Linked DNA regions of Mus musculus: regions 2, 3, 4, 5 and 6 are each linked to region 1. A link is a contact called in public HiCAR-type, HiChIP or PLAC-seq and promoter capture Hi-C data. All regions are on one chromosome and are shown on one strand. The core of a region is the stretch at or near the end of the contact, and the rest is flanking DNA. Distances in the headings are between cores, read along the strand shown.

Region 1 (4,549 bases), core at 1,304-3,803:
AGACAGGCTTCAGGGTTCAGGCCTTGAAGCAGCAAGTTATGGCCACTTGTGCAAGGGAATGAAGCCGGAGTGGGAAGTGGGAGCGCAGATGCTGGAGGACCCAAGGTGGGCGGCAGGTTAGAGCAGGCGGCAGAAGCTGCCTTTCTGTGCTGATTGGAATTCTGAAGATTTGGCACATTGAATTTCAAGGAGGTTTCTGCACGTGAAGAAGAGGATTGTGAGCATGGAAGAACCTCGGGTACCCAGAATTCCTTTTAGAGTGCTGTTAATTATAACATTAGCTTCGCATTGTTGCTGCTGTTTTCCCAGGTGAGGCTGTGCTGCTTCTCCTGAAGGGGGTTTCAAGGAACTTCTCTTAGATGCCAAGGGGCCTCACCTGCTCTCCTTTGATGGGCGGGATGCCTCTGATTGGCAGCTGACACGTCCGCTCCAGCACTTTCTTGGTGCATCTTGCTTTCAGAAGACAGGACTTTGCCTTTCCTTGCCAGTCTCATCGTTAATTAGGTCCAATGTGGGCTTAATTCAGCATACCTCAAACCCTGAGCACTACAGAGGCTCACTGAGGATAATCAACGGTCCCACGTCAAAGGCCATTTACACAAATGACTAGTTTTTGTTAACTGACACCAAGTTAGACTGAGTGTTGCACGAGTGGCCTAGGCGAAATATTGAAGGTAAAATTAATCCTGTGCTGGAACCAAGCAGGACAAGGAGAGGGGGTGAAAGATCAGGGTGCACCGGAGGAGAAACAGTGTGCTAGTTGAGGGGAGGAAGGTTTATGATGTAGGTAGAGGGGTGGGACCGAAGCGGTAGGCAATAAAAGGGATACTCAAGAGGGCTGGCGGTGGGATACAGAGTTATGGAGTGGCCCACTAGGGCAGTCGGATATCATTTGTACTATCCATCCAAAAGCTAGGACTTGGAGCTGGGGAGATGGCTCCGTGATTAAGAGCAACTAGTGTTCTTGCAGAGGACCCAGATTGGGTTCCCAGCACCCACACAGTGGCTCCCAGTCATCTGTAACTCCAGTTGTAGGGATCTAACAGCCCTCCTTGGCCTTTGTGAGTGCTTCGAGCATATGGCACACAGACATACATGCAGGCAAAACACTAGTCTGTATAGACTGATATAGAATACTAGATAGAATAATCTTTTTATAAAAACTAGAACCAGCTGCATCTAATTCCAGCTCTCGAGAGGCAGAGGCAGGCAGATCTATCTCTGTGAGTCTGAGGCCAGCCTGGTCTACATAGTGAGTTCTAAGACATATTAGGGCTAGAGAGAGAGAGAGAGACCCTGTCTCAAACAAACAAACAAACAACAATGCTAGAACCATTGAGCCATTTCCACCTCTGTATTATAAAGACCCTTGGAAGAAATGTGCATTTGTATGCTATGTACTGTGCTCCAAGCTTGATACTAAGGAAAATGTAAGGGAGGGTCCTGACCCTTCAAGTGTTGATTCTCTTGAAGGAAAAAAAAACAAAAAACAAAAAACCAGCTCATAAAAAAGTAATCAACTTTAAAAATCATATAAAACCATATAAAAAGTATTCAAAGGGAAACATCAGATTCCTTGAAAGTCAAGGCCAATAATGCTCAGGTATGCCGGAGGCCAGCTGGACTAGGAAAGAGGCGGGCAGGCTTGGCTTTGGTTACCCACGTTCAGAACTAGTAGTATTGGCTCAACTCACCGAGCTCCTCTGTTGTGCAAGCTTTGCTGCAGAAGCACATGAGAAAGAATCAATTATATCTCCACCATGACTGCCTGGGGAGAAATATTTTGGTGTCTGTAGTTTACTCGCGGGGAAATTAAGGCACAGAGACATAGGATTCTAGAACAGGGGGTCTGGCTCTGGAGTCTCTTTTTTTTTCGGGGGGGGGGGGGGTGGAGGGGAGGTTCGAGACAGGGTTTTTCTGTGTAGTCCTGGCTGTCCTGGAACTCACTCGGTAGACTAGGTTGACCTTGAACTCAGAAATCCGCCTGCCTCTGCCTCTCAAGTGCTGGGATTAAAGGAGTGCGCCACCACCGCCCAGCCCGGAGTCTTTTACACCGTAGGATCTTCGGAATCTAGCACAATTATCCGGTGCTGAGCGTTAAAAGCAAAACAACAACCAACCTAGCTTTCCTTGAAAATTGAATTTTTAGGATAATCCAATTCAAGGCTGAAATTTGTAAATAAATAAACAAGTAAATAAAGAAAGCATTTTAGTATTATAGACCTCCCACCGATCCTCTCCCCACCTCTAATCAAAGGCCAGCAAGAAAAAAAAATTTTATTTATATGTTTTTTTTCCTCCCCTTTTGTGATGCTTTGGAGTTTCTGAACGCTAGGGGCTCCCTGATTCTCTGGTTTGAGAACAACTTTTTCTTTTACGATTTTTTTTTTTTTTTTTTTTTTGGAAAAGGGGTGGGGGAAATGTGGCCTTAATTATCCTACGTTTTAGGCAGCTTAAGGAAGGGGCTGTGCTTTCTGAATCTTGTTGGAGCCAAGTAAGGAGGTCCTTCTCCTCCCCCCTCGCTTTTTAAAGGCGCTCGTGAAATATAAGCTCAGAAAACAAACCGAGCGATCACAGCGGCAGCCCGGGCGGCAGCAGCAGGAGGAGGAGGAGCAGGAGGAGGAGGCAGAGTTGGAGTTGGGCAGACGCTGAGGAGAGCTAGCTGCAGGACGCTGCGGAGTTGCAGGGCTCCGCGCTGCTCCATTCATTAAGTAGCTGCGGAGGATCGTGGCGGGACGCCGACGCTGCCCACTCGCAAACTCCAGCACGCAGACGCACGCCAGCCGGACGCGTCCGGGGCAGCACAGTTCTGCAAAAGTTCCTGCTCGGGATTTGGCTCTCTTCCCCTTGGACTAGCGAACAGTTTGGGGTTGAGAGGAAAGCAGAGGCGCCCAGAGGGGAAACCTACCCGCGTCTGCAGTTGGAACTACTCCGCCGGGCTGCACTCTCGCCGCCGCGTCCCGAGCCCGCATACCCGCTCCTGAGCAGCGGCGGCCCGCATCGCCCCGGGAGGCTCCCCGCAGCCAGCGCCATGCAAAGCTACAAGTACGACAAGGCGATCGTCCCTGAGAGTAAGAACGGCGGCAGCCCGGCGCTCAACAACAACCCGAGGAAGGGCGGCAGCAAGCGGGTGCTGCTCATCTGCCTGGACCTCTTCTGCCTCTTCATGGGTGAGCGCAGTCCCACGGGTCCCACCCAACCCCTTCCGGGCCCCGGGCCCCGCTGCGCTGTCAGCCCCCAGGGTCCCGCAGCCATCTCCCCCACCCCCGGGCGCCGTGCTGGCCGCGAGCTCCCCGCCCTCCCGGACCCCCAATCCCCGGCCTGCGAATTCAAGTTGGGGCGTGCTTGTGCTTTCGCGGCAGCTGGAACCACCTCCTTAGGGGTGATCTCCAGCTGGGAGTCCGGCCCAGCACCTCGGAAGGTGTGAGCTCGAGCTCCAAGATATGGAGGAAACCTGTGGCTCTCTGCTCTGTATCCGAGTCAGATGCGAGTGAGACCCATCTCGGTCTCCGAGCAAGGCAGGCTCCTGCCGGAGTGGCGCTGCTCGTCCCGGCTGCATGTAAACATCCACCCCTTCCGTCGCGCTGCCTTGCAGGGCCAGTCGCGCTAGCCGGCCTTGTCACTCGCTACTCGCTTGGCTGAAAGCCCCAGAGGGTGGAACGCGGCTCTACCGGGCCAGGTGCTGGGCAGCGAGGAGCACATCACTTGTTGAGCGCCTACTGTGTGCCAGTTGATAGGCCGCTTCCCGGGCATCAGCTTTAAACTAGCTCACTCCCTGACTTGTGCCGGGAGGCCACTGAAAGAAAGGCTGCCTGCCACAGTCTTGCTTGGGGGCCACAGTGGAGCTACACTCCCTCAAAGTTGAGGCGCTAGCTCAACTATTAGAACAGATGCAAGTTTCAGCTGAAAGAGCGGTGGGAGGCTCAGGAATTGAAGTGGGAGAAAAAGGATTTATTAAACGGGGGGGGGGGGGGAGCAATTGACATACATCCAGGGTTGAAGTAAAAAAATAGGACTTTTTCCTTTAAAGCGACTTTTGATGTAAATGTGTGGAAAACTTGTCACCAAAGCATTGCCCCTCTGCCACCAGCTGGGTGTGCCACCTAAGTACCCCCTTGGCCTCAGTATCCTCCTCAGTTGAATGAGTGGATTCAAGTAGATGGTCTGTGAGGCCCCTTCCTGCATTAAGAACTCGGATGCCGTCCAGGAGCCGCTCTGCCAACACGGCTAACGGAAGAAACATCTGTGTTCCCAGTTAAGTTCCCCCAAAATAGAAAGAACTCCTGCACGGAGGCTTCATCCTTTTGGAAGGGGGTTAGCCGGGGCAGGCTGTGGCGACCTGGCTTAACTTCCTTCATTGAAGACTCTTAGGCAGTGGCCTCTTGTTCTTGCCGGACTACCTTCCTTAGAATTCTGTGAGACGATGGGTTTCTTAGAATTTAAAATTAAGAATGGCCCTCTTGTGATAGGGACAGTTGGAGGGAAGATTACGGGCTGTGAAAGGCCAGGGGGCTTACAGTAGTAGTTATGGAGATCCAATTCTCTGCTC
Region 2 (4,549 bases), core at 844-3,343, 1.3 Mb after region 1:
TATCCTGGCTCAATGCTCCCTCTTGACCCATGCCTGAGGCCCAGATGAGGACCCGATCTAACCAGGTTTGTATTCAACCCCTAATGGAGCAGCTGTGGTGAGGAGTGGGGGCCCTTTCTTCCTCCTGCTCCACGTTGATGGCTCTAGTGGTCTGAGTCCCACCATTACCAAGACCTCCCAGGGCCAGCCACATCATCTGAGGAACGAGGCCTCTGTGCCTGCTTCACACGGGCACGGGACCAGCACCCCTCCCACCCCCACAGCACCCTTTGCTTCCTTCCACTTGGCCATGCCCCACATGGGGGCCCACTCGGCCAAGGTCACAGACTTGGCACAGGGCACAGGGACTTGAATTGGGGTCTGAGGGACACTAGGAGGTGTGGTTTCCACCACCATACCATCTCCCCACACAGCACAGGAGCCTTCAACAGCTGCTCATTAATAACCAGCCCTACCCCCTACCAGCCACCCTGCTGTTACCCAATCCCCTCCTTAGGAAGGATGCTGTCTTTTCAACAAACACCCCCTCCCTGGGTGGGGATATAGTGGCTCTGGCCTCACGGCCCTCTTCTCTCAGTGACCTCTGCTCAGGACATTGAGCGCACAGAGGAGAGTTGACTGTAAACTGCTTTATAAATGGCTCCAAACCAGTTCTGACTGCCTAAGCTCCAGATATAAGTGACATGACAGCCCAGGGCTGGCTACAGAGGCGGCAGGACTGGGAGAGGCTAGGACCTGGCCCCAATTCTTAGAACTCCTTCTGGGTACTCACACCTCCCAAGTAGGGAGGGGTGGAGGAGGCTGAAAGGACAGGGCTGTTAATATCAAGGTTCACTGGGACTTTGAATGTCCGTCCCCCTTTCCCACACCATCCTCCCGACCCACATTGTGCAGCTGAGGAAGCTGAGGTTCAGAAAAAAAGTGGCTCAGTCTCCCAGGCTCTCAGAGGCAGACCACAAGTTAGACCCCTGTTGCTCTCCCTATATCCCTGAGTGTCTCTAACTAGCTGTGTGACATTGTGATGTTCACTCCACCTCTCTGAGCATTAAAGTTCTACAGCACCTGAAATGTTCACTCCTCAGGGCTGTGTAAAGATCAAGAATAATCACAGCAGCAGACGTTGTTTAACTAAACACAACACTACAGTTGCAAATATGCCCTTCCCCGTCCTCCACACATCATACCTGGGTTACCACAGGGCTATTCGGAGCTGAGACGGGTAGTGTGTGTGTGTGTGTGTGTGTGTGTGTGTGTGTGTGTGTGTGTGTGGCGTTTTACAGATGAAAGTACTGAGTCTCAGGAAGATCCAGCACAGCAGAGCTCTCAGCAGCTGGAGACATGAAACAGAGAACCCAGGGCTCACCACTGCATTTTAAAGCAAGCTCCAACCCTGTAGCATAGGGTCTGTAGGAGAGAAGGGGACTCCAGGAAACACAGAGCGCTTGGGACGTGGTTGGGGTGAGCTGTGGATTCTGGCTCTGATCAAACAGGGCCAGTGCATAGATCCCATTGTGTCCCTGTGGTGGCTCCAGGTCCAGACATACGGCTTCTTATCAGCCACAATGAGAGATGAATGGATAAGCAAAAGGATGTTCCCCAGAGCAGAGAGAATATAGGGAGTCCAAATGGAAAGAACACAGCAGCTGGAGGCCAGGGGTTGATGCCGGGGACCATGAGAGCCACCTGTCCTTCTGCCCCCTTCCCAGCCCCCCTACCTTAGGATAGCATTGGCACATGCTCCAGATGACACCCCCGATCACCATGACGCTGCCCATGGCATAGAAGGTGCCGTAGACCTGGGGTCGATCGTGGCTCATAAGGAATGTACCCAGGGATAGCAGGAAGAGGCCCAGCACGATGAAGCCGATTCGGAAGGTCTTCTCATCAGCCATGGTGGCTAACCAGCCCTGGTAGCTAGCTGATCAGCACACCAGCAGGGGACTGCCCGCAATCCTCCTCAAACGCTGAGCAGGCTCTCAAGGAAGGATGCTCCAGGAGATGGCTGAGAACCAAGGTGATGATGCACAGAGCAAGGAGCAAACTCCACAGGCCCAGCTCTCAGCCCTGAGCCCAGCAGGGCAGGTGACACGCTTCAGTGGGCCCAAGGTCCCAGCCATCTAACTTTCTTCCTGCCACTCTCCTCCCCTGTGGGCCCAGCTGTTTGGTGATTGTAGCTCTGAACATGGGACAGAGGTGGGGAGGGAGGCGGGGGAAGTCACAGGGGCTGGGCCAGTCATGGCTTTGACATCACCTCATTTGCTTACTGTGGAGAGGGAGGCCAGACAGGCTTTGCACCTCCCATCTCTGGGAGGCATGGGTGGGGCCACGGTGGCTTTCAGAAGCCACAGCCTGACAGCATAGACACCTAAAGACACCTTCTCAAGGACACCTGATCATCTAGGCTCAACAGAAATATCCGTACCTACTAAATGGTCACCATCCTAGATATGTCTCCATTCTGTTCAACTAAGGAGACAGGTGCCACATTCCCGTTTCACAAATGAGGACGCAGGCATAGACAGGTAGCCTGCCCAAAGTCACAGAGCAACTGGGACCAGAGCCGAGAGGCTGTGTGTCTCACTAGCGTGACCCTAGTCAACCACAACATAGGTGAACACAGGGCCAGGCTCGAGCAGCCAAGCCCAGGATGGTCTTGGATCTGTGTCTGCGGCTGTGTAGTGCAGGCTCAGCAGCTGGCTTACTGTGCTCCTCTATAAGGGAGTGAGGAGGGGGGGACAGTAGCCAGAACCAGAGCTCACTCTAGGCTCTCTCTCCCCTATCACCTTTGTATTTCACACACAGCCCAGCAGTGCGTGCGTGCGTGCGTGCGTGCGTGCGTGCGTGCGTGCGTGCGTGTGTCACAGGGGCTGAAGTGAACTGGTGCCCCTGCAGATTAACTGACCAACTGGCTGACTGACTGACAGACATCTACTTCACTTGTCCCTGGTCCCCAACCTGGAAAGCCATCTTTATCATAAGAATGACTGTCTAGAGAAGGGTTTCTAGTTCTGAGGTGGCTGATGGGGAAAGTCAGATTGGCTTCCATAGCTAACACTGCAGAGATCCTGAATCACCACAGGTACCCAGAGCAAGGCAGTGGGAGAGCTCACAGGTGAATGGCACGGCCGTCAGTGAGCTCCCTGAGTCCCTGCATTCAAAGCTTTTCTGAATGGGCCCTACATGTTCCTCCCTGCCCCATCTGCCACTCATGTACCTCTGCCAGCATGCCTGCTCACTGGGGTCCCTTCCCATCACTGTCTCCCACCTCTGTCCCCTCCACTTCAGTTTGTAGAGTGCCTCAGGAACTGGGAACAGCCACTCTGAGAAAACTGCCCAGATGCCATGTCTCTGGTCACCTCCAGCCTCACCCCTGGGATGAAGTTAGGTTATGGACTTAAACTTTGTCGCCTGTGGATTGTGAAGTGGACCTTAGGCCACCTCCCCTTTTGGTACAGTGACATAATGGAGGAAAAGTCATTTGAAGTTGTGACTGGCAAGGAACCTCTAAGGGAGCCATTACGATCTTCTTAAAGAGGCTTGGAGACCAGAGGATGCCATGGGAACAGAGTAATCTAGGAGAGTCCCATCCTAAACCAAGGAGTCCCAGAGCCACCTAGACATGCTCCGGAGAGTCAGTGCTGAACATACAGAGGGGATGGACCTCTGCCACATTCACAGAAGCTTCTTGTGCCCCCTGGTGGCCTTGTGTGTCTGGCACAGTGCTGTCACATCCTCTGGGTGCTGCCTCTGTGCACCCAGACCCACACCCACTTCCCAGATAAGGAAACTGAGCCTGGGCAGTGACAGATCAGTCAAGATCTTCCCAAATGCTTCAGAGCCCAAGCAGACCAATCTAGCTTTGGCCCTTATGGAGAGGGCTGGACATTCTCCTCTCTGCTAGTCTTTTCTCTCTTTGCCATAACCAAGTCTCTCTTTGCCCCTTTTCTCAAAGTCCCTTCTCCCAGAGCAATGGTAGCCACAATGAATAAGAGCATCTGAGATGAGTCATGCCAACTTAAATGAGCGGTCTCTGCTGGAGTTATGTTAAGAGTTAAATAGCCACCAGGGCAGGACCAGCCAGAGCAACACAAACAAGACCCCTGAGGCAGGAGAGGGGAAACACTCTCAAGGTTAGGTGGGAAGGGATGGAAGGGCAGAGATGGTGATATGGGAGGAGCTGGGGAAGGGAGGGTCAATATATTCAAAATACATTGTATGAAATTCTCAAAGGACTAATAAAATATTTTTAAAAGAATTAAATGTCCAGTACTGTTGTTCTGCTGGGTAGACATGGCACCAAGGCAATTCCTAGTGGCTTGTTGCTGTACGCAGAGATGGATGTATCTCTCCGCCTCATGGGAGGGATTTCTCTGGGCTGGTGAGTGTGCTGGGCCCTGGATGGATTGTGTTTTTCCCATCCCTCCCCCAGGGGTCAGGATCTTCGCACAGGGATGGGCAATGGGATTGTGGAATCCAAAGGTGGTAGATTACATGGGAGGAGGCAAGGGCACAAGGTTTTCCAAGGCTGGGCCGTTGCACGTATGAACCA
Region 3 (4,549 bases), core at 878-3,377, 1.2 Mb after region 1:
GGAGCTGGGAATCTAGAACAGCCCCAGTGTGACACTGCTTTCAAGCAGTGCAGCATGAGTAGGAAGGAGACTGACTGTAAGTTCAGAAACCATGTGATCAGGGTGAAAGTAGCAAGTGTAAAACTCCAGAAACACCGCCTTCCGTGGTCTCAGCAGTAAGGGATAAAGTCAGTCACCTGTGCTGCTGTGTGTGGTTAAGCCACGAGGTCCTAAAGATTAGATGGTAAACAGAATGAGGGAGCTGGAGAGATTTGTTCAAGTAAAAAGAACAAAACCGGAGCTCACATGCTGAGTGACAGGACGTTCATGGGAGCTGAAGTGTACTGTGTAGAGGGGTATGTGGCAAGAAAACAATGATTGGGTAAAACCAAAGCATGGGACTAGGGACCACAGGTCCTAAGGAGCGTATGTATGTGAGGCTGATGTGAGAAGGGCAGTCCTTTGAGATCTAGGAGGGGAGGGTTGTACCCCGAGGCCCCCGTCAGAGAAGCCAGCATGTCTTTCTCACAATACCCTTTCCATGCCTCCTTAGACTATGGAAGCAAGTGATTTCACTGCCACCGTAGCTTGTTTCATGAGACTGTCATGGGCTGCAGCTGCAGGACGGCTTGACCTTGTCGGAAGTAGCCAGCCAATTAAAGAAAGCAATTCTCTGTTTCCTGCTGGGATCAGAAGTAGACTCAGCAGCTCAGGTACTGATTTAAAGTGGGACTGTGCTTTTAAGTAAACGCAGAGCAGTATGTTCCCCTTTAGTGTGTGTGTGTGTATGTGTGTGTGTGCCTGTATACATATGCATACATGTGTGTGTGTATTTATAACAATAATAATTAAAGAGGACGAGGCCATAAATTTGAGGGGGGAGGGTTTATGGGAGGTAGAAGTGACATAAATACAATGTCCATGTAGAAAAATCTCCATAGCAAAAAGGACAATAATAGAACATTGGGCAAGAATTAGCTGTAAGAATAATCCATGTGCAGATTTGTCAGATTATAAAAAGAAACTTTTCCTCTTGGGTTTTTTTTGTTTGTTTGTTTGTTTGTTTTTTTTGTTTTTTTTTGAGAGACAGGGTTTCTCTGTGTAGCCCTGGCTGTCCTGGAACACTCTGTAGACCAGGCTGGTCTCAAACTCAGAAATCTGCCTGCCTCTGCCTCCCGAGTGCTGGGATTAAAGGCGTGCGCCACCACACCCATTTCCTCTTGTTTTTGAACATGATTAAAAAATGCATGAGTCTTGGCACCTTACTTAAGAAAAAGGGCATTTATTAGCACATGGAATAAGTGCAGATGTCAAGTCCTGCCATCTTAGCTTTGCTGAGTGTAAAGGTGTTACAACTATAATTTCTGGCTGAAACATGAATTTCCCAGAAGTCTAGCAGGGTAAACAGCTCTTCTTGGTTTGGCACAGCTCCATGCCCCAACTACAGAGAGTTGCTTGGGGGGGGGGGGCGCCATGCATAGCATATGTGTGAGCTAAAGACCAATATAAGATTAGTGTTCTTCAGATATTTTTGTTCTCTCTCTGGTTTGGGGTGAGAGCAGCTGTTTTGAGATAGGGTCTCTCGAGGACATAGAAATCACCCATCAGGCTGGGCTGACTGAGCAAGCCCTAGGAATGTGCCTGTCTCCACCTCTAGCCCTGTTAACTTATTTTCTGTTGGGCCTTTTCATGTAGCTTTATTACTTGGCTTTATTAGTTCTTCCTGCTCTATATGTTTATAAATACATCGATAGTAAAAGGTTTTTCAAGTTTAGCTTGGTTTGGGTTTTTTGGGATAGGGTCTCGCTATCGCCTTGGCTGTCCAGGTGCTTGCTCTATAGACTAGGGTGACCTCAAACTGTCTACCCTGCTTCCCCAGTGCTGGGATTGAAGGTGTGTGCCACTACACCCAGTGTAATAATATTTTTTAATTATGACAGAATATACAGAAATATTAAGTAAGTTATATTTTAGTATTCTTGTGTCCATGTAGTCTGTTGAGATCATCTTATAAGACACAAGGCATTCTCCCACCTGAAAGGAGCTTTGTCATGTGAAAACATTTTGAGTCCCTGCAAATGTGTTTAAGACAAAGCAGCTGGTGTGTATCAAATAGGGAGATGACATCTCCTGTTCCCTGGCAACGCTTTGTTGCAGTATTTACTGTTGCACAAGGACTGTGGGTCTTACATTACAATACTGCATGCTCCTAGGAGCCATAGTAAACTGTGTTCCCTGCTTTCAGGAAGCAATTGCAGCTCTAGCAGTGAAGGAGAGCCAGCAGCCCTGCATGCTGGGATCTGCGTCCGGCAGCAGTCTGTGTCCACCAAAGATGCCCTGATTGCTGGAGAGGCTTTGTCTCTTCTTGTTACGTGCCTGCAGCTTCGGAGTCAGCAACTGGGTAGGAGGCGGCTTATTAGTAATTCATTTCTTTCAGAGAAAGCCAGGTTTCAGTTAAGAGCTGGCATTGCTTTATAAAAAGCTCCTTTTGATGAGAGAAGGGATAGAGAGAGTGAGGATGGAGAACAGGAGAAAACAGTGCTAGAGTGCTTAATTCTGAAGGAATGTTTGAGTGTTTGCTGAGCCTTTTGTGTACATACACATCCATGTCCACACATACAATTCTACATCAGGTGTTACAGGGTGCCATGTCTGCTCTATTGGAGATAATTGTAACTAAGGAATTGAATCGCCCTGGTTACTAGTTTATAGTAAGTAAATCCTGCCAGAGTTATATATTGCTAGGTCTGGCTCTGTAATCTTTGCTAATGACTTCTAGTGGGTGGAGATGCTGGGCCTTAGTTCCTCAATATCTTTGCTCTGTCTTCTCTTGTTCTTGGTGATTCCATCCATTTTCACAGCCTTAAATCCACGTGACACTGTTACCCTCCATGTTAGTGTGAGTCTTCAGTCTGGACACCCTCCTCATCACCCTACTTGAGCTATCTCAAACCTAACGTGATCTTGCCCATAACACTCAGAAGTTCTACCAATTTCTGAGCAGAGCAGTTCCAGCTTCCTGCATGCTCTGCCTAAGAACCTTGAGTAACTATGACGTTTTACTGTCTCTGCTTCTGTTATGTGAGCGTGGCCTCCTTCAGAGTCTAGACTCCACCTGTTTGTACCCCTTTCATGCGTGCACACTGCCTCCACCTCTTAATTGGATTGAACCAATCACTGCTGACCTAATTTCTCTCCCTTCTCCTGTGCTTCCAGTTTATTCCTCAGGCATGCTCCTTCTTCAGAACTCCCAGGCTTCTCTGCTTATCCACAGTAAAACCCAACTCTTTACTAAGTCCCCAAACCCAACACAATGCAATAGAGCAGTGATTCTGTTTCTCCCTCCTTCCTGGCCTCTTTGCTATTTCCTCAGTACATAGATAGATTACTGCCCCAGGTCCTTTACACTGGCTGTCCCTCTTTCCTCAAGTCTCTGCACACAGAACACCCTGGTTAGACTTTCCCTGACCATCTTCCCCAAAGCCTAAGCCTTCCCCATGCCCTCACACAACCCAAACCCTTCCCTCACTTTTCAACATCATTTGTTTTCACAGCCGTCTGTACAGTACAGTCACTTTTCATGATACTGCCATCATCCCCTCTCCTCCAACTGCGCTGAGCTCCACTAAGCCAGAGACTTGTTCATTGCGTCCCCTGCTGGATCTGCAGCCCCCAAACACTTTGTAATGTGCAGGAAACTCAGGAAATAGTCAGAAGCAAAGTAACTTCCGTACTGGGAATTGTACTAATTGTCTAGTCTTAGCTGTAATTACTCATTTCAATCTACCACAGATAAAGATCTGATGGACATGGTGTGCTTTCTATAACATCCAAACTAATTGTATAAGTCAGAAGTTAAAATTATCAAGATAAACATAGAAATTAGACATTAATAGTTCCAACTTATAATTAATTAAAGTAATACCTGCACAAATTTTCTGAGAACAAATGAATTTGAGGATTTTTATATGGGAAGTTAAAATCATTATGAAATATCTTTTTAAGACTGTACCATACTCATAATTTAATTTTCCTGAAATTGTTTGAGAGGTTTTCAAATTGAGAAAGTATAACTTCTCCAGTTTTTATCTCATCATGTATGAACTTAGTTTAAGGTGTATTCTATAGTTAGTGGCACTGTAGTTTATAGGGAGAAGACTTCCTTCTTCTGTAACTGACACACACGTGGCACAGGGCAGTAGCTGAGATGTTCCGTGAGGCACGTTCAGTCCCCAGGGACTAGTGGACAGTCACAGAGACCATTGTAGACAATCCTGGGGTTTGCCTCTATGGAGAAAGGGGAAATTTTCTGCTTAAATTGGTCTTAAGGAATGACTTAGGAATACTGTCATTTTGTCAGTGCGTCACCTGATTCTCTCCTTCTACCCTTCATCCCCTTGATTTCCTTAGCGTCTTTCTACAGCTTACCATGTGTTGCTGATTTTATCATCGATATTCTGCTCGGATCACCAAGTGCTGAGGTAAGGAGTTCTATTACTTAGCGAAAGACCTTTTGGTCTTGTTATTATGGGCTTTCTTAAAGGCCTACAGCATTTTGGGAAGTACAGAA
Region 4 (4,549 bases), core at 1,387-3,886, 1.2 Mb after region 1:
TCTAAAGTCCTATGTACCTTTTCTTTTTCTCTACGTTTCTAAAGAAGATATGTGTAAAAAAGGTGTAATTTTGTTGTTGTTTTGTTTTATGAGACAGGGTTTTGTGTGTGTGTGTGTAATAGTCCTGATAGTCCTGGAACTCTATTTGTAGACCAGGCTGGCCTCACAGAGATCTACCTGCCTCTGCCTCCCAAGTGCTGGGCTTAAAGACTTGTACCATGCCTGGCTGCAATTAAATTTCTTTAAAGTGTTTTTTATTTTTTAACATTTCTGGATTTCCTGCAATTAAATTAAAAATGTAAATGAAAACATGAATAAGACAGACATCTATACTTCCCCAATTTAACAAGATTTTTCTTTGGGACTAGGTCTCCTGTAGCTCAGAATGGCTTTCAAACTTACTACATAGCTGAAGATGACCTTGACAACTCTTCTTAATCTCCTATCGCAGCCTAAGGGCTGGGAGGGACAGGCATGAGCTACCACACCCGGCTTACTCAACGAGGTTTGCTTTTAAAAAGGAATGCAAAAAATCCTGGCATTGCTGTTGCATCCTCAAATGACACTCAAATGACTTTTTGGTAGCTCCAGGATTTGATTCAAAAGTGGCCTTTTGGGGGGCGGGGGAGTAGGCTTTTGTGGGGGGGGGAGGAGAAAGGGGGTAGGCTTTTGTTGGGGGGAGGCTATTGTTGGGGACAGGCTTTTGTTGGGGGAGGGTAGGTTTGGGGTAGGCTTTTGTGGGGAGAGAGTAGGTTTTGGGGTTAGGCTTTTGTGGGGGAGGGCAAGTTTTGGGGGGCAGGCTTTTTGTGGCTCCTTTCCAGTTCTCATCACAGACTTGTTTTTCTCTGCTTCCTTCTCTGCTTCCTCCTCTCAGCTAAGCACAGCTTCCTCTGTCATGGTCTGCAGACCTGCCACTGCTGATGAGCCTTTTTTGTGCCATCTGAGTGGGCTGGCTCTCCTCTCATTACCTCTTCAGTTCTATCCAATCTTAGTAGCAAGCAATTTTTTGTTGTTGCTAACTCATTTAGTAGTTTAGCTGTTGGCTTAACTCTGCAAACCCAAGGTAGAAATGGAATGTTTTTATTTTGCTTTCCATCATTAAATGGTCCTTTTGTTCTCCATGGCATTGCCAGCATCAACGGTATCTGACTTGGTAAATGGTACAGTTGGTCGTTCTGTGGCAAGGTCTTGCTATGTATACGTAATTCAGGCTATTCTTGAACTGGAGATCTCCCAGGCTCAGCTTCTGGAGGGCTGGGATTACAGGTGCCCTGACCTATTGTGTTGGTGTATATTCTGTGACAGGATGCTTTCAACTTAGACTACTTTGGTCTTTATCTATTATATGTACTTAAAATTTCATTGACACCCCAGAACTTACCTCTTATTCAGGTGTCTACTTTGTGATCAAACCCATTACTAGCCTTTAGTAAGAATAATAGAAACTATATCTATATAATGATAAATTCACCCCGTAAATAATCAAATAGCTGGTGTTTACAAACTATCAAATTATTAGGCAAGAAGCCACCAGGATCTGAGGGGGAAAAATGCTGGCAGAGAATGCAGAGAAAAGTTCTGAGTGCTGTCAGTAATTTCAGATTTGGGCTATGTGAAGGTCCAATTGTTAAGCCATCAGAAATGTTTTAACAGTGTGAAAAAGAAAGGTTAGTGGATTGGGGGGTGGGGAGGGGGTTCAAGAATAAAGCAGGATTAAGACCAAAGCAGATGAACTAATAAGCAAGTATGTGAGAAGGAAGAGGAACCAGCATCTTGGGAAGAGAACCGAGAAGAAACCTAGATCAGGACACTGAAACGGGAAAAGGGGCAAAGGGGACTGGCCATGGTAACGCCAATGAGGTGGGAACAGAAGGCAAAAAGCTAAACAAACGCTGGAAGACAGAAACAGAGGGGAAAGTCTTCACCCCTGAGCCAAAGACTTCAGTAGAAATGGGTTGGTGGTCAGAATCAGGATAGAAGTAGACACCCAGAATATTTCCATGTGTCTGTGTCTGAAGGACGGTCATACAGTTCTGGCTGAAAAGTATGGTAAAGTTTATCAGGCCTGGTGGGACAGGTGGTCAGTGTTGTTGGGAGTGGGAGTTCAAGGTCTAGGGGTCTCTAGAGAAGGCTGGAGGGTCGAGGGCGAGGGTGTGCGGGGATGCTCGTCCTGCGGATCTGGGCACCCGTCTGTGGGCGGCGAGGAGGGCTTCAGCGGCGCGTAGGGTCACTTTCCTCGGACCGCAGGACACTTCAGGAGAACCAAGCAGGGTTCCGGGGGCGGCGGGAAGAGTCACCTGCGATGGGACACGAGTGTCGTCAGGGCACCGAGGCCCGGGCGCCCGGGGACCTCAGCGACACCGGCAGCGAGCCGCTCGGCGCCTGCCCCTCCCGTCCCAGAGGGAACCTGTTGCCGGGGGAAGGGGTGGGCGGGAGGCGCAGGCGGAGGACTCTCGTGCTCTCTCTGCGCTCCGCGGCCTCTCACCTCAGACACGTTCGGCGCACGCCCCTCCCTGGCCCCGGCCTGGGAGAAACACACACGCGTCCGCACACCCACAGCTCCGCGCCGCCCGAGCCCGGGGACGGCGGCCCGAGCGCCGCCGGGGCTGCTTCCGGGAGCGGAGGCGCGGCCCCGCGAAGAGGAGGAGCAGGCCAACATGGCGGCGCGCAGGGCTGGGCCGGCCGGCCGCGCCTGAGCGCCCCACCACCCCAGCTCGGCTCGCTGCGCCCACGCGCGCACCTAACCCTGGCCCGGCGGCCTCGGAACGCGCGGGGCGGGAGCTCAGGGGCCCTGCCGGGGACGGAGCCGGGGCCGAGGCAGCGCGGCACGGCCCGCCAGGCCCGGGAGCCGCAGCTTCGCCGCACGCCGGCCGGCGCGACTCCGAGGCCGGAGCCATGGAATCGGAGGAGGAGCAGCACATGACCACGCTGCTGTGCATGGGCTTCTCGGACCCGGCCACCATCCGCAAGGCCCTGCGCCTGGCCAAGAACGACATCAACGAGGCCGTGGCGCTGCTCACCAACGAGCGGCCCGGCCTCGACTACGGTGGCTACGAGCCCATGGATAGCGGCGGCCCCAGTCCGGGGCCGGGCGGCGGCCCACGGGGCGACAGCGGCAGCGACGGCAGCGGGCCTTCCCGCGGCGGGAGCACCGGAGGTGGTGGCGGCTTCGATCCCCCGCCCGCCTACCACGAGGTGGTGGACGCGGAGGTGAGTGGGGTTGCCCTGACCTCACGGGAGAGGCCGCCGCGCTGGAGTCCCGAGGACAGGGAGCGTTGCCAGCCCGGCTCGCAGCGGGACTTTTGGGCGGGGGCTGTAATGAAACTCGGGGCACCGAGATAATAGAACACCAGTTCTGGTCCGAGATCGGGGTCACTAGACTGGGGTCCTATGGAGAGAAGGGCCTTGGGGGAGGAATATTCCCGCGTGGAGTTAGGTATACAGTTCTGGGCCGTGGCGGGGTCTCCATAGGCTACCTGCTGAGTCTATGCGGTGGGCAGGAATCCCGGGAGGGATGGGGAGGAGGGCCCACATTTCCAAATCCGCGTGGCTTGGGAAATGGGAAGGACATGAATATCAGGTGTCAAAACTGAGGTCCCAGTGGACCAGAGTATTTGTGACACTAGATTTCAGTGAAGGATTGGGATAAGTACCAGTTCAGAGTCAGAAATAGTGCTCGCTATAGGCCTGCCAGAGTGAAGGCCTTTGCCGGGTCAGACAGGAGGACCAGTGGGGTTAGAAGAAGGGTTTAGGTTTTTAAGCCAACCGTTGGAAGAGGACAGGGTCTAAAATGAGGAAGGGCCTAGACAGGACCAGGAATGATAGGAATGAGTATAAGGCAGAGGAGCAGGTTTGGCTGTTTTAATGTCTGGGTTGTAAGGATGGGCTTGACTAAGGTCAGGTATTAGGACAAGTAGTGGAATGGGACTGAGATAAGGAATGAGTGAGAAGCCTGGGCAAGGAGTAGGAGCAAAGGAAGGGCCAGACGGCGATGAGATCAGGAATGGGAGGTCGAAGCTGGCGGCGATGAGATCAGGAATGGGAGGTCGAAGCTGGGACACGGCCTGGATGAGGGGAGTAGGGTCACTGAAGAGAAATTAGCCCGAGGAGAGGGGTGTAGCCTCAGAGAGGTTAACATGGAGGCGGGGGTGGGAGGGCGGCATAGACTAGGGAGAAGAAATGGGACTGGAGTCTAGAGAAGGGAGTCTAGTACGTACAGCCAGATCCCTCAGATCTTAAGTAAGATCTTTTTAGTGTTTGGTTTACCGTGTGAGCAAAGAACATGGGAGAGGCTGGCAAGCCTGCCAAAACAAGGAAGAATCACCCAGAAGCCAGAGCGCTGGTGATTAATTTGCAGGAAAATGGCAGCCCGTGGCAGAAATTTTTGTACTTTTCTTCGGATAGTGTATTTTAGGGTCGAAGATAGCAGCTTGGCTTAGCCTGGCTACAGAACAGCACAGATCTCAAATTAGTAAGTGGGCTTGTGTTTTTAGAGAAATTAATTTGGGTAATTTCTAAGACACCTGATTTCTTTTTTTTTTTTCCCCCT
Region 5 (4,549 bases), core at 960-3,459, 1.1 Mb after region 1:
CTTTGGTCACAATGATTCATTACAGTAATAGAAAAGTAACTAGCAGAGTGGAGCTTGAATGCACTGACATGGGTTACACAGTCTAACATAGTTTAGATGTTGCAATGTGCAGACACTGCCTACTGGTAGCCCAGGCCCAAAACCCAACCCTACCACTCACTTGAGATATGTGAAACCTTGAACAAGATGCTTACCCTTTCTGATTTTTTTTTTCCAGACATGGTCACATGTAGTCCAGGCTAGCCTCAGACATTCACACACCATTTTGTTTGAGCCAGACCTTAATGGAGTAATTAGACTTGAATATGCAAAGGTGGGAGAAGAAATCTTTAGTACGAGGAACAGGGTAGGAAAAGCACACAGGATCAGAAGCACAGGATAGTAAAGGCACACGAAGAAGTTGGGCGGGGTAACACATAGCTGTAACCCAGTTCAGGGAGCTGGATCGTGAGAATGGCAAGTTCAAGGTCAGCCTAGGCCGTTACAAAGATCCTGTCTCAGACAACTAAAGATGAAAATGACAAGGAGTGCTTGAAAGCAGAAGAGCAGAGTAGCATCACGGAGGTGGAGACGTACAGAGAAGAGTGTCAACATTTCCTGAATTTTTATGAGGTGTCAGGACACTGCACACATTAATTCCTGTAATATTCACAGCAGTGGAAGTGTAATCCCCTCCGTTTCACTCTGGAGGAATCTGATGCTCCGAGCCCTTGAGAAACATGACCAGGCTGGAGAGTGGAAAAGATTGGCTCTTAACTGACCTGACCCTGAAGCTCACATTCTTTTAATCAGGACCGCCCACATGCCTTCCCCACAGCTAGTGCCAAAGAAAGCATAGATGTCACTGTGGTGGTCCATGTTAATTTAAATGTTAATTTAAGCTAGATTGGCCAGTGTGAGGGAACTCTGACCACATCTGGGGGAAATTATCTTGATTTTTTTTTAAATTGAGATGGAAAGACCCTCCCACTGTGGGCGTCACCATTCCCTGGCTGGGATCTCTGACTATGAGTGGAGAAAGGCAACTGAGAAGCAACATTCTTCTTTCTTCCTTCTTTCTTCCTCCTCCTCCTCCTCCTCCTCCTTCTTCTTCTTCTTTAAGATTTATTTATTTATTATATGTAAGTACACTGTAGCTGTCTTCAGACACCCCAGAAGAGGGCATTAGATCTCATTATGGATGGTTGTGAGCTACCATGTGGTTGCTGGGATGTGAACTCAGGACCTTCAGAAGAGCAATCAGTGCTCTTAGCCACTGAGCCATCTCTCAAGCACAGCTTTCTGCTTCTTAACTCTCCCTGCAATGTGGCCAGTGGCTCCCAGCTCCTGCTGCCCCTACCTCCCTGCCATGATAGACCATAGCCCTGGTCCCTGAACTAGAACAAACCCGGTTTCCTTTTAACTGCTTTGTTGGAGTTTTGCCATAGCAACAAAAGGGAAACTAAAGCATGTACCTTCTCAGCTAATGTCCATGGTTCCCAAATTACAGAGGCTTTGCTAAGATTTCAAGCATCCAAGGTCCACAGCTGGGAAGCTCACTCCAAAACTGCTGTAGGCAGACCAAGTTCAATGCCTTTTAGAGCTCAGCATTCAATGTAAATGTGTCAGCTGTGTGGTGGGGGGAGGTAGGGCTTCAGTCACACTGCTTTCTATTCACACCTCTGAGTTACCTTGGAGTAGTAACAAATTAAGCCAGAATTGGCTCTTCGCACTGAATGATTTTAGAAAGCTTGCTTTGCTTCTGCAGCTTGGATAATTTCAAGTGCCAAAAAAGGAAGCAGATCTGATGGAAACCGCATGTAAAGAAGGTGCATACATTACTATAAGATCCTGCAAGCTGGATTCTTTTTTCAGAAACCCCCTTTCATCCATTTTTTTTTTATCCCTCTAGCTTTTTGACAACTACAAGGAAGACAGTAAGGGTAAAAATAAAAATATTTTAATTGCTATTTCTAGCCCCCCCCCCACAAAAGCCATTTATGATAAATGTGTCTTTTACATTGCAAGGTAATTTCTACCAAGAAAACAAACAAATCCACATGCTTTGAGAATTGACATTTGAGGGAGAATTGGCATTTAGCAAGTTTAAAAATAGAAACTCCAGTAGATACAGCATCTGCCAATTAAACATGTGAATCCACATTCAGGCTTGCTGCACTGGGGAAACTGCCCAGGTTATTGGACTATTCAATAATGCCCTATTTTTAGGGCTGGGGAGCCAAGAAAACAAGCTGGCTTCAGCGTCTCATTAAACAGAGTACAAGGGCTTCCACAATACATCCCTATAGTGCCCAGAAATAAGAACCTAGAGGACAGAGCATGTTTTTCTGTGACAAAGCCACTATGTTACAACTTTTATAGGCAGCTGAGATTAATAGGAAGTGGGTTGAGTGGCAGCTGTGTCCTTTCTCATTGAGATAGTAGAGTCACGAATGGTTGTCACCAAGAGGACCTTAGGGATGACCTGCTACGGGACATGTGATGTTTGTTGGCTGTCTAGTGTGGTTGCCCTCTGATCCCCACTCTGGGAAACTAAACTCTCTACCATAGAAATGTAGTCTGTCTCATTCCCCCCAGAAGCTGTTTTCTTAGTCTCCTGGCAGCCAGGACTCAACTCTATAACCCGGCTTTGGGAGTCATTTGCATCTGTTCAGCTTTTGGGATGAAGAGTTGGTGACACAGGAGAGGAGGTACGGGGGCTGGGGGTACACGCAGGTGAAATTTTTTTCTGAGTATAGCAGCAAAACCTGAAGCATCCACTTCCTGAGGGCAATGGGGCAATGTTGCCGACAGAGGTGCCAGATGCCACCTCCTGGCACAGGCAAGCTGAGATGCTCCACCGGCAACAGCTAAGTGCCCACACTGACCTTGGTGGAGTCTGGCTCTGGTCTGCCTGTGCTGCCTTCCTTATTCCTCCCTCTCTGTGAGTCTGGTTCTTCAGGCTTCCTGGTAATCGAATGAGCTAGCCAATACCCTTTCAACCTGCTGATTTTTTTTTCTTCATTTTGCCCAGGGACAATATCTTTACACTAAGAGTCTGAATGACTATAAGCCGGCCATGCCTGATTAATGCTAGGACATACATCATAAATCAAAAAGGTAGGTGCAAGTTTGGTTTTAAAAAATTAGACAATCATTGTTACTCTTCAGATGAAATCAAGAGTGAGAGGGGAAGAACTGTGGCCAACTGCAAGCAGACCAGGCCTAGAAGTTAGGTCCTGACTCCCATTCATTGTGTGTGATGGTTTGTATATGCTTGGCCCAGGGAGTGGCACTATTAGAAGGTGTGACCTTGTTGGAGTATGTGTGTCACTGTGGATGTGGGCTTTAAGACCCTCATCCTAGTTGCCTGGAAGCCAGTATTCTGCTAGCAGCTTTCAGATGAAGATGTAGAACTCTAAGCTCCTCCTACGCCATGCCTGACTGGATGCTACCATGCTCTCACCTTGATGATAATGGACTGAACCTCTGAACCTGTAAGCCAGCCCCAATCAAATGTCCTTATAAGAGTTGCCTTGGTCATGGTGTCTGTTCACAATAGTAAAACCCTAACTAAGACAGTGTGCTTAACCTCTGTGTGGCCCAGCCTTACAAGGGAGAGAAAGTGCCTATGCACTCTGCCCCTAACAATGCGTTCCTGTTCCACAGGTCCACAGGTCACCATGCCTTCCTGACCATTCTTCAACTAAAGCTACTTCCCTTCAGTCACTTTCTCTTTAGACCTCCAGCTCACAAGTAATCTCTAATGTTCCTTCTTTCATTCCCTTCTTTCTTCTTTTCTTCCAAAAAAAGAGGGAAAAAAAGTCTTACCGCATACCTAGCACCAGCTATGTCACCTATAATGAGGGAAATACAAACCAACCCAAATATCAACAACATTCATGTTAAAGAAAAGCATTAATCAAATAATTACACAAATAATTGAAAACTGAAAATTAGGAAGGAGAGAGTAATTGCTATTATTATGTCAGCACCAGGGGTCTTATTTAGCCCAAATTCAAAAAAGGACCCTTAAAGATGCATAGGCTTAGCTCGGATCCAAAAGTGGGCTGACTGGGCGAACAGAAGGAAAGAGGATTTCCAGAGAGAAGGACTAAGTGTGCAGATCCTGAGCAGAAAATACACAAAGCTCAAGCAGCTGAAAGCCAGTGCAGACAGCAAGACAGCAAGGGGTGGGAAGGACGGAGATTGGGGGACAAAGCACTCTGGGCTTGAGAAAGATTTTGCCTTGACCCTCAGGGAAGCAGGAAGTCACCAAAGACTCCTGAATAAAGGGATAATATGGTTTCATGGTATTCTTTTTTTTAATTTACTTATTTTTATTTTTCCTTGCTTGAGAATTTCATGCAAGCATATTTTCTTGAAATCCACTCAATTCCATCCTTTCCAATCCTCCTGGGTCACCCTCACCACTGTTGTCTTCCAATTCCTCCGTGTGTGTTTTTTTTATTAGTTTAAACCCCACCCCCCACCCGAGTCCACTTACAGTTGCCAGTGTACACTTGGTGTAGAATCATATACTTGATTATAAGAAACCTCTCAGGAGCCA
Region 6 (4,549 bases), core at 1,203-3,702, 1.0 Mb after region 1:
TCCCATGACCAAAGTAAATACCATTGCCAGTTTAAAGAGAGGAAAGCCAAAAGTAGAAAGTGTGTTATTACAGTAGAATTGATGTGGGACACACATAAACCTGGTTTTAGCACGTCCATCAGCTCATTGTCACAGCACTGGCATGCTTCACTGTTCTGCTGTGTGATGCTGGAGCTGGACCGCGGATGAATTCCCTTTGCCCAGCACAAGTGATGCTAATCTCTGTCAACAGAGGACCGTTTATACATTGTACTTGGGAGCGAGTGTATATATGTGTGAGTGTGTGTGATACATGTGCACGTGTGTACAGGGGGCACACACGCCCATGTGTATGTGCAGACAGCAGATGAGGGTGTCCAAGGTCTTGCTCTATCGCTCCTTATCACTGAGTCAGAGGTGGTGATAAGTGCTGGGTGTACATTCGTTCATTTCAACAATCATGCCAGAGTCATCATCCCTTCTACATCTGGAAAGACTGAGGATTTAGTAACTTGCCCAAGATCACCAACAGGAAAGCAACATGGCACTATGCAACCATGCGACTCCCAAGCCCATGGGCAGCAGGGACGTCTGCCTTCGTCATTTCCCATGCCCCTTGCTGGCCCCACCCCTGACTGTCTGTGTGACTATAGGAAAGCTCTTTAATCTCTCTAGCCTTGTGAAATGAAGAGAGCACATCTGTTTGGCAGGACCGCTGTAAAGATGACAAAGGCTTTACCTAAAGCACTTAGCACATTGCCTGGCCCCCAAGAGGTCGTTAATAAATGTCTCCTCTTTGTCTTCCTATAAAATTATGGTGGTACCTTCAAAGGCCAAAACGAGTCCACAGGTAACAGCACAAGCCAGGACACCAGGTTTGGCAAAGGCCAGCCAGGGGTGAAGCTTGTTTTCTAACGTGCTGGGGAATTGTTCTTCTGTTTCTTTGGTGGGGGGAATAAAAAAAATAAAAGATAATATTCTTCATTCTACCTCAGGGCTCAGCCACATGGAACTCATTTTCTCATGAAGCAGTGCAGACTAAGGCTGAAAAGCAGGCTGAAGCAGCGCTGAGATGGTCTTTTGGATGACAGGACTGGGGCCCATCACTGAGCAATAGTACCACCACCTCTCACATGCCATGTACTTTACAGTTTTCAAAGCATGCCCATGGTCCTCTTGTTTGGTCAAGGATGTCAGGATGAGGTCATCTCCATTTGACAAAGGAAAGAACAAGAACCCAGAAAGAGAGCATGGTAGGTCCACTTACAAGGCTAGGGCTCCGAGACACCCAGGCCAGTCAACAGTGGTCCAATGATCTTCTCTGTGAAGAAGAATTTCCTAGACAGAAAAGGGAACGTCCCTTTAACTGTGCAGGAGCTAGGTCTAGGGAGATGGCTCAGTGGTTAAAGTGCTTGTCACACAAGCAAGAGGACCAGTGTTTGGATCTTCAGGACCCATGTAAATGCCAGGTAAACATGACAGCCCAGCTGTAATTCCAGTCTCAGAAAGCAGAGACGAGGATCCCGGAGCCAGCTGCTTGGAGAGACTAGCTATATTAGCAAGCTACGGGTTTGACTGAGAGACTCTACCTCAAGGAATCGATAGAAGAGTGACTAAGGATGCTTTCAGCTGAAAAAAATGCCTCCCTCGGATTCATCTGTGAAGAAGTCTGCGTGGCATTCTCCTGAATGATGATTACTGTGGGAGGGTCCAACCCACGGTGAGCAATGCCAGCCACCCCAGGGCAGATGGTCTGGTTGTACAGGACAGCAAGCTGAGCAAATGAGAAAGACCAAGCCAGGAAGCAGTGCCCTTCCACACAGGACCTCCCTCCACTTCAGTTCTTGCCTCCATACTCCTGCCTTGAGTTCCTACCCTGACTTCCCTCAGTGATGGACTGTGATGGAGACCTGTGAACCAAATAAACCCTTTCCTGCCCAAAGGGGTTTTAGATCGTGGTCTTTACCATAGCAATAGAAAGCAAATTAGAACAGCAAGCAAATTCACCAACAGGGAATCTATAAATCCACTGTTGATATAAATCTGTACACAAACACACACTACCGCACCTGTTGCCTAGATGCTGCCTGGAGTCCAGTGGTCTGCTCATAACTAAACAGCTCTTAAGTGGTTGGATGTGAACCCAAGGGATACTCTCCCAGATTTCCCTCCATCAAAAACATGCTTGGATCTCCCCCACATCCTCCTTTACAGACCCCAAAAATCTCCGGTGCTGTATTGCACGGGCTCCAGAAGATCCAAAAGAAGAGATTTGCAAGCCAGGCCTGCCCTCTGGCTCCCAACTGTCTAGAGCAAGCTCCTCCTACCTCCCAGGAAGGGGTCAAAGGAGCTGATGGCCTGTAAGCGCTTGAGTTGGGAGCTATTGTCTTTGCTTTCCTCCGCACACAGGCCTTTCCCATTAAGGCTAATGTTTCTATTCCGCTGATGTCCCACTGAGCACAGTGGGACCTGCCAGGTCCTCCCCGCAGCTGGAACTGAGAGCCCTTTGCTGCAGGGCTGGGGCCTGGAAGGGAGCAAGCCAGCACAGCACGTTCCGTTCCGGAAAAGGACAAACTCTCCAGTGGACAGTCATCCCTCACAACCCTTTCCACAGAGCCAGCACACAGCCCGCCCGCCCGAGGCTTGCTTTTAGAAACAGAGATCATTTTCTCTTCCTTTGCTTTCCAGGGTCCGGAGGTGAAGAAGCCCCCCCCCAACCCCAACACCCCCCCCCAAAGAGCCCCGCTGGCAAGTTGTGGCACTTTGAGAAAGTCCTGAGCTTTGAAATTAGGCACATCAAGTCCAAATACAAAGCCATTAGCTGTGAGTCCCACCCACCTGCAGTGAGCCTGTTTTCTTATCACAGATGTGGCCTGCTTGCTTGGCACAGCTCCAGAATAAACAGCTGCAATCCTATACGCTCTGCTGTTCCAAGACTGACCTGGGACCAGCAGCCTAGGTACGACCTTTGAAAAATGCAGCAACTCATCCTCCTCCTTGTGCAACGCCCCCTCCGCCCCTCTGCCAGGCCTACCCGAAATCTGCCTGGTAACAGACCAGAGAGTTCATAAAGGGTACACAACCTGCTCTGGCACCTGCCCAGCCTGTGGGAAGTGCCCAATGAACAGCAGTTATTAGCTGTTATCCCATTATCTGGAGCCCTCAAATCATATATATATATGTGTGTGTGTGTGTGTGTGTATGATTTGTATATGTATATATACAAATATATGTATATCTTTATGTGTGTATACCTATATTATATATTTATGTGTATATGCATAGATATACATACATACATATACACACACATTACATATACATATACATATACATATACATATACATATACATATACATATACATATACGTATACATCTGTTAACTAATGGAGGGCTGGGGCATCTTAGAAAGGCAAACAACTAAAAACTCAGGGATTCGATGTGAGAGAGCACAGAGGAGGGGAGACTTGAGCAGGGTATTTGGCCCCAGCCTCTGCTTTCCTTAAAGCACACCCTGCCCCTTCCTGCACCCAGGCTTTTCACCCTGCACTGCACTGCACTCCAGGCTCTGTGCTGCTCTGGGGCCTGGGGAAAGAACGATAAATAAAGGCATTAGCCCCTCCTAATGGCATTAGCCCCTCTGTCCCTATTCACAGACACACACAGTGCTCTTCCCAACCTGCCTAGGTGCTGCGAAGAGGCCACCAGGAGGAAAGAATAGTAAATATAGCTGGGGGTCAGAAGATGAAGTGGCCTGCAGGCTTTCTGGGAACAGATAACACTCTGAACAGTCTCATGCTTCCTATTATAACCTCCTCTCTTACTATCACCTCCACCTTCTGTGTGGTGCGTGGGTATGTATGTGTGTGCAGTATGTGTGTGTGGTAGTATGGGTGTATGTTGTGTCTGTGGTATGTGTATGTATATGAGCAGTGTATGTGGGGTGCATATGTGTGTGTGTGTGTGTGTGTTGTCTGTGTGGTGTGTGTGTATGTATATGTGCATATTATGAATGTGTGGTGTGAATGTGTGTATAGTATGGGTGTGTCCCTGTGTTCATGTGTGTGGCATGTTTATTTTTTACATAGCTGGGTGTTATTATATAAATTCCTGCATTGCTTTGAAGCTAATACTATTACATAAGAACTGTCCTATGTGTGACAGGCATGGTGAACAGCCCTCACGGGATCTGGGCCTTTATGCATTTTAAACGTTCTTATTACACTTTACTGCCTGGGGCACACATGCTCCAACACACATATGGATGGCAGAGCAATGAGAACAGGAGATACATAGAAACTAATAGGTAGACTTGGGGCAGGGACCCTGACAGTGAGCAGGTGTGGATCTGGGGCAGGGACCCTGACAGTGAGCAGGTGTGGTCTGGGGCAGGGACCCTGACAGTGAGCAGGTGTGGTCTGGGGCAGGGACCCTGGTTAGGGGCAGGGACCCTGACAGTGAGCAGGTGTGGTCTGGGGCAGGGACCCTGGTTAGGGGCAGGGACCCTGACAGTGAGCAGGTCTAACTCTTGCCCTTGTTCAGAAGTCCGGCCTGTTTCTGGTTCTTGC

Evidence for each region. Promoter capture Hi-C pulls out the DNA fragments that hold promoters and counts their contacts. HiCAR-type assays count read pairs that join an accessible place to other places. HiChIP or PLAC-seq counts read pairs in DNA pulled down with a chosen protein or histone mark.
Region 2: an H3K4me3 HiChIP or PLAC-seq map of forebrain shows a contact between it and region 1, with 10 times the contacts expected there. The contact joins the promoter of Bsnd here to the promoter of Plpp3 in region 1. A contact is called at or near these places in 1 of 39 promoter capture datasets (cranial neural crest), 1 of 115 datasets of contacts at active chromatin or transcription factors (forebrain) and 1 of 9 other capture datasets (adipose tissue).
Region 3: a contact with region 1 is called in a promoter capture Hi-C map of hippocampal neurons, with 14 times the contacts expected there. The contact joins the enhancer-like site here to the promoter of Plpp3 in region 1. A contact is called at or near these places in 12 of 39 promoter capture datasets (the 3T3-L1 cell line, 3T3-L1-derived adipocytes, the C10 cell line and 8 more), 2 of 15 datasets of contacts at CTCF or cohesin (the NIH/3T3 cell line and large pre-B cells), 61 of 484 Hi-C or Micro-C datasets (3T3-L1-derived adipocytes, the AML12 cell line, B cells and 38 more), 12 of 115 datasets of contacts at active chromatin or transcription factors (the NIH/3T3 cell line, astrocytes, craniofacial prominence and 8 more) and 2 of 9 other capture datasets (adipose tissue and pancreatic islet).
Region 4: a HiCAR-type map of astrocytes shows a contact between it and region 1, with 12 times the contacts expected there. The contact joins the promoter of Usp24 here to the promoter of Plpp3 in region 1. A contact is called at or near these places in 14 of 39 promoter capture datasets (the 3T3-L1 cell line, 3T3-L1-derived adipocytes, the C10 cell line and 9 more), 11 of 484 Hi-C or Micro-C datasets (the MNK3 cell line, cardiomyocytes, cerebral cortex and 8 more), 22 of 115 datasets of contacts at active chromatin or transcription factors (T-cell acute lymphoblastic leukemia, astrocytes, bone marrow-derived macrophages and 15 more) and 3 of 9 other capture datasets (adipose tissue, embryonic stem cells and liver).
Region 5: a promoter capture Hi-C map of liver shows a contact between it and region 1, with 7 times the contacts expected there. The contact joins the enhancer-like site here to the promoter of Plpp3 in region 1. A contact is called at or near these places in 3 of 39 promoter capture datasets (the C10 cell line, cranial neural crest and liver), 4 of 115 datasets of contacts at active chromatin or transcription factors (embryonic forebrain, embryonic stem cells and stem cell-derived neural progenitor cells) and 1 of 9 other capture datasets (pancreatic islet).
Region 6: a contact with region 1 is called in a promoter capture Hi-C map of liver, with 8 times the contacts expected there. The contact joins the enhancer-like site here to the promoter of Plpp3 in region 1. A contact is called at or near these places in 17 of 39 promoter capture datasets (the 3T3-L1 cell line, 3T3-L1-derived adipocytes, the C10 cell line and 11 more), 1 of 15 datasets of contacts at CTCF or cohesin (the NIH/3T3 cell line), 21 of 484 Hi-C or Micro-C datasets (the AML12 cell line, CD8 T cells, the MNK3 cell line and 15 more), 14 of 115 datasets of contacts at active chromatin or transcription factors (the SCID.adh cell line, T-cell acute lymphoblastic leukemia, craniofacial prominence and 9 more) and 3 of 9 other capture datasets (adipose tissue, embryonic stem cells and pancreatic islet).

Annotation. Positions count from the first base shown.
Region 1 is chr4:105,154,794-105,159,342 of GRCm38.p6, forward strand. It overlaps Plpp3 (phospholipid phosphatase 3), which reads left to right and starts at 2,554. Exons shown (of 6, transcript NM_080555.2): 1 at 2,554-3,170. The coding sequence starts at 3,032. Gm29838 (a long non-coding RNA gene) reads right to left here and starts at 1,878. Exons shown (of 2, transcript XR_376486.3): 1 at 1-1,878.
Region 2 is chr4:106,490,150-106,494,698 of GRCm38.p6, forward strand. Bsnd (barttin CLCNK type accessory beta subunit) reads right to left here and starts at 2,094. Exons shown (of 4, transcript NM_080458.2): 1 at 1,716-2,094. The coding sequence starts at 1,892.
Region 3 is chr4:106,387,969-106,392,517 of GRCm38.p6, forward strand. It overlaps Usp24 (ubiquitin specific peptidase 24), which reads left to right. Exons shown (of 68, transcript NM_183225.2): 35 at 533-692; 36 at 2,225-2,380; 37 at 4,390-4,460. Among named protein-coding and RNA genes, the nearest start is that of Gm40218, 66 kb to the left of the region's middle. Within about 2 kb of position 2,128, at least 21 of the 459 cell types and tissues checked have an H3K27ac peak or open chromatin away from gene starts, as enhancers often do. A contact at or near this core is called in brain, cerebral cortex, cortical neurons and 2 more, where this site is marked.
Region 4 is chr4:106,313,577-106,318,125 of GRCm38.p6, forward strand. Usp24 (ubiquitin specific peptidase 24) reads left to right here and starts at 2,637. Exons shown (of 68, transcript NM_183225.2): 1 at 2,637-3,210. The coding sequence starts at 2,896.
Region 5 is chr4:106,260,727-106,265,275 of GRCm38.p6, forward strand. Gm12724 (predicted gene 12724) reads left to right here. Exons shown (of 5, transcript NR_151521.1): 3 at 3,014-3,099. All of the region lies in intron 2 of Gm52671 (a long non-coding RNA gene), which reads right to left. Among named protein-coding and RNA genes, the nearest start is that of Gm12724, 26 kb to the left of the region's middle. Within about 2 kb of position 2,210, at least 33 of the 459 cell types and tissues checked have an H3K27ac peak or open chromatin away from gene starts, as enhancers often do. A contact at or near this core is called in liver, where this site is marked.
Region 6 is chr4:106,197,534-106,202,082 of GRCm38.p6, forward strand. No RefSeq gene overlaps it. Among named protein-coding and RNA genes, the nearest start is that of Gm12724, 37 kb to the right of the region's middle. Within about 2 kb of position 2,453, at least 64 of the 459 cell types and tissues checked have an H3K27ac peak or open chromatin away from gene starts, as enhancers often do. A contact at or near this core is called in adipose tissue, fibro-adipogenic progenitors, liver and 2 more, where this site is marked.